Linked DNA regions of Mus musculus: region 2 is linked to region 1. Evidence: chromatin contacts called from public HiChIP or PLAC-seq data. All regions are on one chromosome and are shown on one strand. Each heading gives the region's core, a stretch centred on a gene start, on an enhancer-like site or on the middle of the called end of the contact. The rest is flanking DNA. Distances are from core to core; before and after follow the strand shown.

What was found. HiChIP or PLAC-seq counts read pairs in DNA pulled down with a chosen protein or histone mark.
Region 2: a contact with region 1 is called in an H3K27ac HiChIP or PLAC-seq map of embryonic stem cells, with 8 read pairs. The contact joins two enhancer-like sites. A contact is called at or near these places in 6 of 115 datasets of contacts at active chromatin or transcription factors (bone marrow-derived macrophages, craniofacial prominence, embryonic stem cells and 1 more) and 1 of 9 other capture datasets (embryonic stem cells).

Annotation. Positions count from the first base shown.
Region 1 is chr16:4,472,920-4,477,046 of GRCm38.p6, reverse strand. It overlaps a transcript of Srl not described here. Among named protein-coding and RNA genes, the nearest start is that of Srl, 48 kb to the left of the region's middle. Within about 2 kb of position 1,861, at least 299 of the 459 cell types and tissues checked have an H3K27ac peak or open chromatin away from gene starts, as enhancers often do. A contact at or near this core is called in bone marrow-derived macrophages and embryonic stem cells, where this site is marked.
Region 2 is chr16:4,274,395-4,278,521 of GRCm38.p6, reverse strand. The region is part of intron 1 of Gm36359 (a long non-coding RNA gene); the gene reads left to right. Among named protein-coding and RNA genes, the nearest start is that of Gm36359, 7.8 kb to the left of the region's middle. Within about 2 kb of position 2,246, at least 32 of the 459 cell types and tissues checked have an H3K27ac peak or open chromatin away from gene starts, as enhancers often do. A contact at or near this core is called in bone marrow-derived macrophages and embryonic stem cells, where this site is marked.

The sequences.
Region 1 (4,127 bases), core at 612-3,111:
CTGGAGCATTACCCCAGAGTTCATAGTACGCATTTCTCAAACACTAATAAAGGTGATTGTGAACTTGGTGTGGTGGCTTGTGTCTGTAAGCCCAGCACTCAGGAGGCTATAGTTTGAGACTACCTCAAAAACAAACACAAGACAGCACATAAATGCCGGGCATGGTGGCGCACGCCTTTAATCCCAGCACTTGGGAGGCAGAGGCAGGTGGATTTCTGAGTTCGAGGCCAGCCTGGTCTACAGAGTGAGTTCCAGGACAGCCAGGGGAACCCTGTCTCGAAAAACCAAAAACCAACCAACCAAACAAAAAAACAGCACATAAGAAAAATACAACAACAACAACAACAACAAAAACATCACAAAACAGAAACCCAAACCAACAAAAGATGATTTTGTGAAGAGTATGAAAATATCTGTTATATTTCCATTAATTCTAGTGCTAGTGACTTTCTCAGTACTATTTCAAAATATTTGGAACTTTTCAGATTTACAGGGTATCATTTCTGACCTCGGGAAGTAACTGTGTAGTGGGGATTCAAGGCATAGGAGGGGCAGTGATCAGGAAAGACCCCAGGAATAAGACGATGTTTTCCAAATCATATTATCACCAGTACAGAAGATTTTCTTACCCACTTGTTTTGAGATGCGGTCTTGCTATGTCGCCAGGATGGTCTGGAATGCCTGGATTAAAGTGGTTTTCCTGCTGCAGGCCCCCAGTAGTTTTCCTTTTTCTCATTTGTAAAGAACCAATGAACTGAAATCATTAAATTTTTGTTTGAACAGTAATGTATTACCTTTGTTGAAAAGGGTATTTCCATAGAGTCAGGACTCTTCCCTAGAATACCAGAAAAGGAGGTCAGACTTAGGGAGGGAGTGCAACTTCAGCTACACTGAAGGCTGGACATGAGTGTAGGACGGGGTCCTGGGGGAGACGAACGCTTGTGTGGCGGGGGTGATGGATAGGGCAGATGAAAAAGTCCAGGGAGTCTAGGCCACTTAAAGTTCCTGGGCAGAGGACAGCATGAAGAAACTGAAGATCCAGCAGGAGTTTCCTGCCTGCCCCTGGGCCTGCTGTCTTCCCTTAACTCTGTCCCATTCCTAAGAGCTAAGGACCTGGAGAAGCTTAGTCTATCAGCCTGGCCCTGTCTGTAAGACCTGGTTGGACCTTGCATCCACATAGGCACTAAAAAAGCCCAGTCCACGCCCCGTCTCTGGTTTCTGTGACATTTTGGCATATTCCACCTCACGAAGCCAGTTAACACCTGGCAGTGTTTGTGAAAGCAAGGATGCGATGTTGTGATGTGTTTCTGCCCCTGCGGCCCTGTGAGGACATGGGACTGCTGTTGGTCCTCCACCTCCCCATTCCGCAAGGCCACAGGTGGAGAGATGCACTTCTGGAATGCATGGGTTGCAACTGGCATCCTGTCTGTGGCCAAATCTGGTTCCTCTATCACTACCGGAAACCCTGTGGCTGTGCCTGGCCTTGGCCTTCTTCCCCAGTTCGGCTCCTGATCTTAATGAGGAAAGTGAGGCCAGTTCTGAACCCGGGTCCTGAAAGTGGGGGGAGTGGAGCTCCTCACTGAACGTCTCTCAAGCCAGGCTTTTCATTCACTCAAATTTGTCTTCCTGAGGTGGGGGTCACCACCTACGGTGCAGCCACTGGCCGTGGCCCTACAGGCACCAGCCACAGAGAGGGTTGCAAGCTGGGTCTCAGGCACAGGAAGCAGTTCACAAGGCAGCAGTCTTGGTGCGCATGCGCACGACCGCACTGCTCCGTCGCGCTCCCTAGCGGCCATCTCTCGGTGCTGTCGTGCTGGCACAGCGCATGCGCAGACGTGGAACCTCGCGGTGCTTCCTGAGTCTACACTGAGTCTCGAGTGGGCGGTGACTGGGCAGCCGGTCCCAAGATCTTTTCGAGGCTCAAAGTCCCCTCAACTCCTTCGTGTCCGAGTCCGAGCTCTGTCTTGTATCCGAGATCTAGTGGGACGTGAGGTAGTTGCACGCCATTACCTCAGCGCCAGCCGCCTTGCAGCTCCGGAGACCAAGCGGTGAGGCTAAAGAGGCCGATGCACCTGGCCCTTCCAAGCAGTCCCCCTCACCCTCCAGCCAGAGGACGTCTAGGAGCCTGAAGCCAGCCGAGTTACCCAGGGGACAAGGCTGTGTCCTGAAGGCCGGTGTTGCTGAGGCTCTGCCCTTCGGAAGCTGTGGAACTGACAACTTTGAAGCCCTGAGAGGATCTGCAAAATTCTGATTTAGGACCCAGGAGGCCTTGAACTTGCTCAGAGTTATATGCTGTGGACAGTACATCCTAGAGAATTTGGTGCTTGCTGTTTTTAGAGGGCTATTTTCTCCTGGGCCAGCCCCCAGCTAAAACAGGAAGTGAGGATTTTAAGAGATGATCCTAGGAGCTTGAAATTTAAGCTGACCTCCTCTGTCATTAGCCACAAAGCTTTAGCCTAAAGTGGTGGCGCATGTCTTTAATCCCAGCACTTGAGAGGCAGGTGGATCTTTGTGAGTTCTGGCCAGCCTGGTCTACAGATCGGGTTTGTACTGGCTAGTTTTGTGTCAACTTGAGTTGACACAGTCTGGAGTCTGGTGTGGTAGTCTTGGTTCTATAAGAAAGCAGGCTGAGGGCTGGTGAGATGGCTCAGTGGGTAAGAGCACCCGACTGCTCTTCCGAAGGTCAGGAGTTCAAATCCCAGCAACCACATGGTGGCTCACAACCATCCGTAACAGGATCTGACGCCCTCTTCTGTAGTGTCTGAAGACAGCTACAGTGTACTTACATATAATGAATAAATAAATCTTTGAAAAAAAAAAAAGCCAGGGGAAGCAAGCCAGTAATGAACATCCCTCCATGGCCTCTGCATCAGCTCCTGCTTTCTGACCTGCTTGACTCCCAGTCCTGACTTCCTTTGGTGATGAACAGCAGTGTGGAAGAGTAAGCCGAATAAACCCTTTCGTGGCCATGAGGTTTGTGCAGAAATAGAAACCCTGACTAAGACAGGGTTCCAGGACAGAGAAGCTCTTATCTCAAAAAACCAAAACAAATCAAAAGACAATGAAGCTCTGCTATTTTCCTCCACTTCAGTATGAGGGGAATCACCGCTCCTCCTGCCCCCAGTGAGATGGAAATGGCAGCTATAGGATACTATAATATATATATATATATATATACAGGGGCAATACTGTGGATACCGTAATATGATGTATATATACAGGGGTAATACTGTGGATACCGTAATATAATATACAGGGGTAATACTGTGGATACCATAATATGATATATATACAGGGGTAATACTGTGGTTACATTGGAATTCTTTGAGCTGTTCCCCAAATCATCAATTTTAGGATCTGAAAGGACATAAGAGATTCTGTAGTAGTTTCCTCAAGAAGCCAGCACTGGCTGTGGTAGCCCATGCCTTTAGTAGTAGAATTAAAGAAAGAGAAGGCAGAATCAGGCTGAGTTTTGTGAATTTGAGGTCAGCCTAGTATATATAGCGAGTTCCAAGACAGCTGGACTACATAGAGACCCTGTTTCAAAATAAGTAGGTAAACCAAAAACAAATCAAACAGTCATCGCCTTGGAATGTAGGCAGAGCACTTGATTACCATGTGTGAGGCACCCTCTCCTTCAGACATCCTCATCAGGAAATAAAATTAATTCGATTCTGTTTGGAACAAGCCCTGTGACAGGGATCTGAATTCAGAGCAGTGTGTGTCAGGGTCCACCAGGGTCAGGGTTAGCTCACCGAGCTCTAGGAGGCAGAGACTTCAAGTGTGGCTTCCCGGGCAGGTCTGTGGAGAACAAAAGAGCCACATTACATGGCAGCGCTCACCAAAGGACTTTTGCTTTTCTTTTTATTTACTCCTGGGACTTGTCTAGGGGCAGCTACAGGACATCTGCATGAAGCCCCACGTGGGTTGGCATTTCCCCTGATGGCTTGAATAGGCCATCTTTAGGTTAAAAGAGTAAGTTTGGGAATCTGAAAAAGTATCTTGGATTTCTGTTTGGTTTTCCTAGTGTAAGAGAGCTTTTGGAATTGAAGTGCTTCTGTCTGGAGCCATCTTTCCCCACCTCCTCATTCCCGAGATCCTTCACACTCTGGGCAGGGACCCAGGGT
Region 2 (4,127 bases), core at 997-3,496, 200 kb after region 1:
GTTTGCTTGTTTGTCTTGTTTTTGAGACAGAGTTTCTCTGTAACAGCTGGCTGTCCTGAGCCACACTCCACTCCATAGACCAGGCTAGTCTTGAATTCATAAAGATCTGCCTGCCACTGTCTCTCGAGAGTACTGGAATTAAAGGCATGTACCACCACTTCCCAGCATAAAATGCATATTTTGTGCATGCTGACTGGGACTTCTCATCTATGGGCATTGCACATTCTTGTCATTAAATAAATGTTCCATTCCAACAACCTGAGTAGCTTTTTTAAAAACCACTTCCTAGAAATTGATAGTTTTTCCTCTTCTTACCTGCTAAGCTTCTCGGCAGCATTGTTCTCATCCTGTCTTGTCCAGAGGATAAACGTCCCGGTGTGGGGGAAATCCTGCTTCAGTTCAGGGAGTGGGCTTCGGTGCTCTTCAGGTGTGTCACTGTTGTTTTAAAGGGAGGAGGCAGTAAGGCTGCTTAGACGGCTTGGAGGGCTAAGTGCTTGCTGTCTCACATCCCAACACCCACAAAAGCTGGGGGTAGCAGCACACACTTGATTTCCTGGTGCTAGGAAGGGAAACCGCAGGATCCTGGTGGCTCCTGGGCCAGTGTAGCCAAAGTGGTAGGCTCTAGGTTCAGTAAGAAACCACATCTGTAAACATGGAGAGTGATTAAGGAAGACTCTCGGTGTTGACTTCTGGCTTCCTCCATGCACCTGAGTGTACACGAAACGAGCGTGCGCGTGCGCGCGCGCGCACGCACGCACACACACACACACACACACACACACACACTGCACTATGTAATGTTAACCTTAAACTGAAAGAATCTGTGAAATTCTGAACTAGCTGTGTACCTAGAACAATGCAGAGTATCTTTAACTCATTACTGAAGCCCTGAAAAACTATCAAAATGTTTTTCAAAAGTTTATTTTGAAAAAGTATATTCAAGGACTGGAGAGATGGCTCAGTGGTTAAGAGTACTTCCAAAGGTCCTGAGTTCAATTCCCAGCAACCACATGGTGGCTCACAACCGTCTATAAAGGGATCTGATGCCCTCTTCTGGTGTGTCTGGAAATAGTTACAGTGTACTCATATAAATAAAAAAATAAAAAACAAAATTTAAAAAAGAAAAAGTATATTCAAAAGTTTTTCTGAATCAGAGAAAATCATGTGACACAGATCCAGAGAATCTTGGAAAATAACTCAGATAACGCTACGATTAAATTCAAATTTTGTTGTTGGTTTATTTTGGGCTCATAGCAGTTTCAGATAGAAAAATGTGTATAGTGGAAGACACTGGCCAATTTGCTTGTAAGAATCTTGAAATGAGCCGGGCGTGGTGGCGCACGCCTTTAATCCCAGCACTCAGGAGGCAGAGGCAGGTGGATTTCTGAGTTCGAGGCCAGCCTGGTCTACAAAGTGAGTTCCAGGACAGCCAGGGCTATAGAGAAACCCTGTCTCGAAAAAGCCAAAAAAAAAAAAAAAAGAATCTTGAAATGTCTTCTTTTTTTTTCACCCCCGAGACAGGGTTTCTCTGTATAGTCATGGCTGTCCTGGAACTCACTCTGTAGACCAGGCTGGCCTTGAACTCAGGAATCCGCTGCCTTTGTTCCCCTAGTGCTGGGATTAAAGGCGTGAGCCACCACTCCCCGGCTTGAAATGCCTTCTTAATTAACACAACACCAACTCATAGGCAAATCTCTGTCCATGTATACTTAGTACAACTACTATGGGACACAGTTGGTTGCTGCATTTGAATTCACCAAGTTGTTGGGCCTGGGGGGCTTGAGGAAGCCTTTGGACTCAGGGCACTGGTACTTGGCCCTGAGGTAGTCATTTCTAGTAGACAGACTTGATCCAGCCTGTTTCCGTGGGGCCACCCTCACCTGATTGTCCAGAATCCATAGCTGGTTCCCAGTTTTCAGAGTCAACGTTCTCTCTGCAGGAGTGAGTTTCAGAGGCCTTTCTCTCAGCAGGAAGCTGTATAAACTGAAGAGAGGCAGAGCCAGGAAGAAGACACAGCCTGTGTGGGCTCAGTTGGCTTCTCTGGAGCTTGCTTAACACCATGGGCAGACAGGAGTCAGCCGAGGCTTATTTGCTTGGGACTACTTTGAGCAGGAATAGGAAAAGGGTTCATTTTGTCCAGGATTTTAAAATGCTTCGAAAATAGTACTGATTCAATGTAAGTATTTAGTCACTGGCTGGGTTTCCCAATCCCTTCACATACAAGTGTGACAGTCAGTTCCCTAGTTCTTAAGAAAACCCTGAAAATGAGTCACCAACCTTTGGTGCCCAAGAGTCAGACTATTTTCCATGGTGCAACAAGGTTAGGTTCCCAGACTGGTAAGTAGCTTTTAATACTGAGCATAGGTGTGAACCGATGGTAAGCAAATGCAATGCAAAGAGAGACCCTCTCTGGGAGAAAGCTGGCGGTTTTATTTGTCATTCTATCCATTCTGTTCTAACTTAGCACAACTAGTTAGAAAGAAAACAATCCAGTTGGGCATGTTAAAAATTTTTCTGTAATCACAGCGCTCGGGAGACTGAGGCAGGAGGATTGCTATAAATTCAAGGCCAGCCTGGGTTCTAAACCAGCCAAGGGCAACATAATATTAAAACAAAACAAGACAAAAACAACAACAACAACCAACAACAAAAACCCTACCTTAATAACAGACTAGACTAGACTAGACTCAACTAAACTGGAAAGATCTCCCAGCAGTTAAAAAAAGAATACTTCACTTCCAGAGGACCCAAGTTCAGTTCCCAAGACCCACGCAAGGTAATGCCTGTAACTCTCACTCTAGGGATGCTCAACACCTCTGGCTGCCAAAGGTTCCAGCACTGACATGTACATACCCTTATACAAGTAGTATAGATAATTAAAAATAAATCTTTTCTTAAAAAGAAAAGAGTGGTCTTGCAGTGGTGGCATTTGGGAGACAGAGTGGGGTAGATATCTGAGCTCAAAGCCAGCTTGGCTACATAGTTCCATGACAGCCAAGGCTACACAGAGAAAACCCTGATTCATAAAGCAAAAGCAAAAGAAGAAAGAAAAGAGTAAATCAGGAAGCTCTAGCTCAGTGGGGAAGAGGCTATGTGTTTATCCATCAGGGAGAATTGCACGCGCCCCTCTCCCTCCCTTCCTCTCTCACCGCATTCTAAGCTATTCTGACTTACTATATAACCAAGGATGTTCTTCACCTCCTGCCCTCTCGATGGGACTCCATCCATGGGCCACACACAATGCCTGATTTATGCAGTGCTGGAGATCAAACCCTAGCCTTCTTGCATGCTAGACACTCTACTAACTGAGTCACAACCCCATCCCCACATCTGCTCCTTAAATAGTATCCTGTCGGTGGGAGGGGTCACTTTTCAACCTGGTGACCCCTCCCTGTGTAACTGGAAACTAGCAGCAGCACCCTGTCTCTTCTCATCTGGAGATATGTCAACTGGCAGCCAGTAGATCAGGGCCATAATGCCCTTTCTGAAAATAGGAGGGCTGGAGAGATGGCTCAGTGGTTAAGAGCACTGGCTGCTTTTCCTGAATTCAATTCCCAGCAACCACATGTGGCCCACAACCATCTGTAATGGGATTGATGCCCTCTTCTGGTGTGTCTGAAGACAGCTACAGTGTACTTGCACACATTAAATAAATAAATATTTAAGATAAAAAAAAGAAAAGAAGAGGTCTTATTTAATAAATTCTTAAAGCTGGGAGGGATTTGAGAGTAAGCATCAAAATCCAGGAAGTTATCTATATACATATACATATACATATACATATACATATACATATACATATACATATACATATACATATACAGGTTTAAATTTACTGAATCATTTTTGCTAGGAAGCTTCTTCCCCCAACCAAATTTGTTGCTTTTTTATGCTATTGTGAGGCATTTGTTTTAATTTCATGGTTTTCAAAAGTTTACAGTTTTACAAAATTGGATGTTGATGAAATCCATTAGAGTGTTCATTGTCTGGTGAATTTGACATCCATCTGTCTTGCGTATGTTTCCACTGGTGGCTTTCAATGGTCTTGACATGTATCGGACATACACCGACCTATTAAACACACATATAAACACTCATGCATTGAGACCCAGCTGGGTCATAAAGTA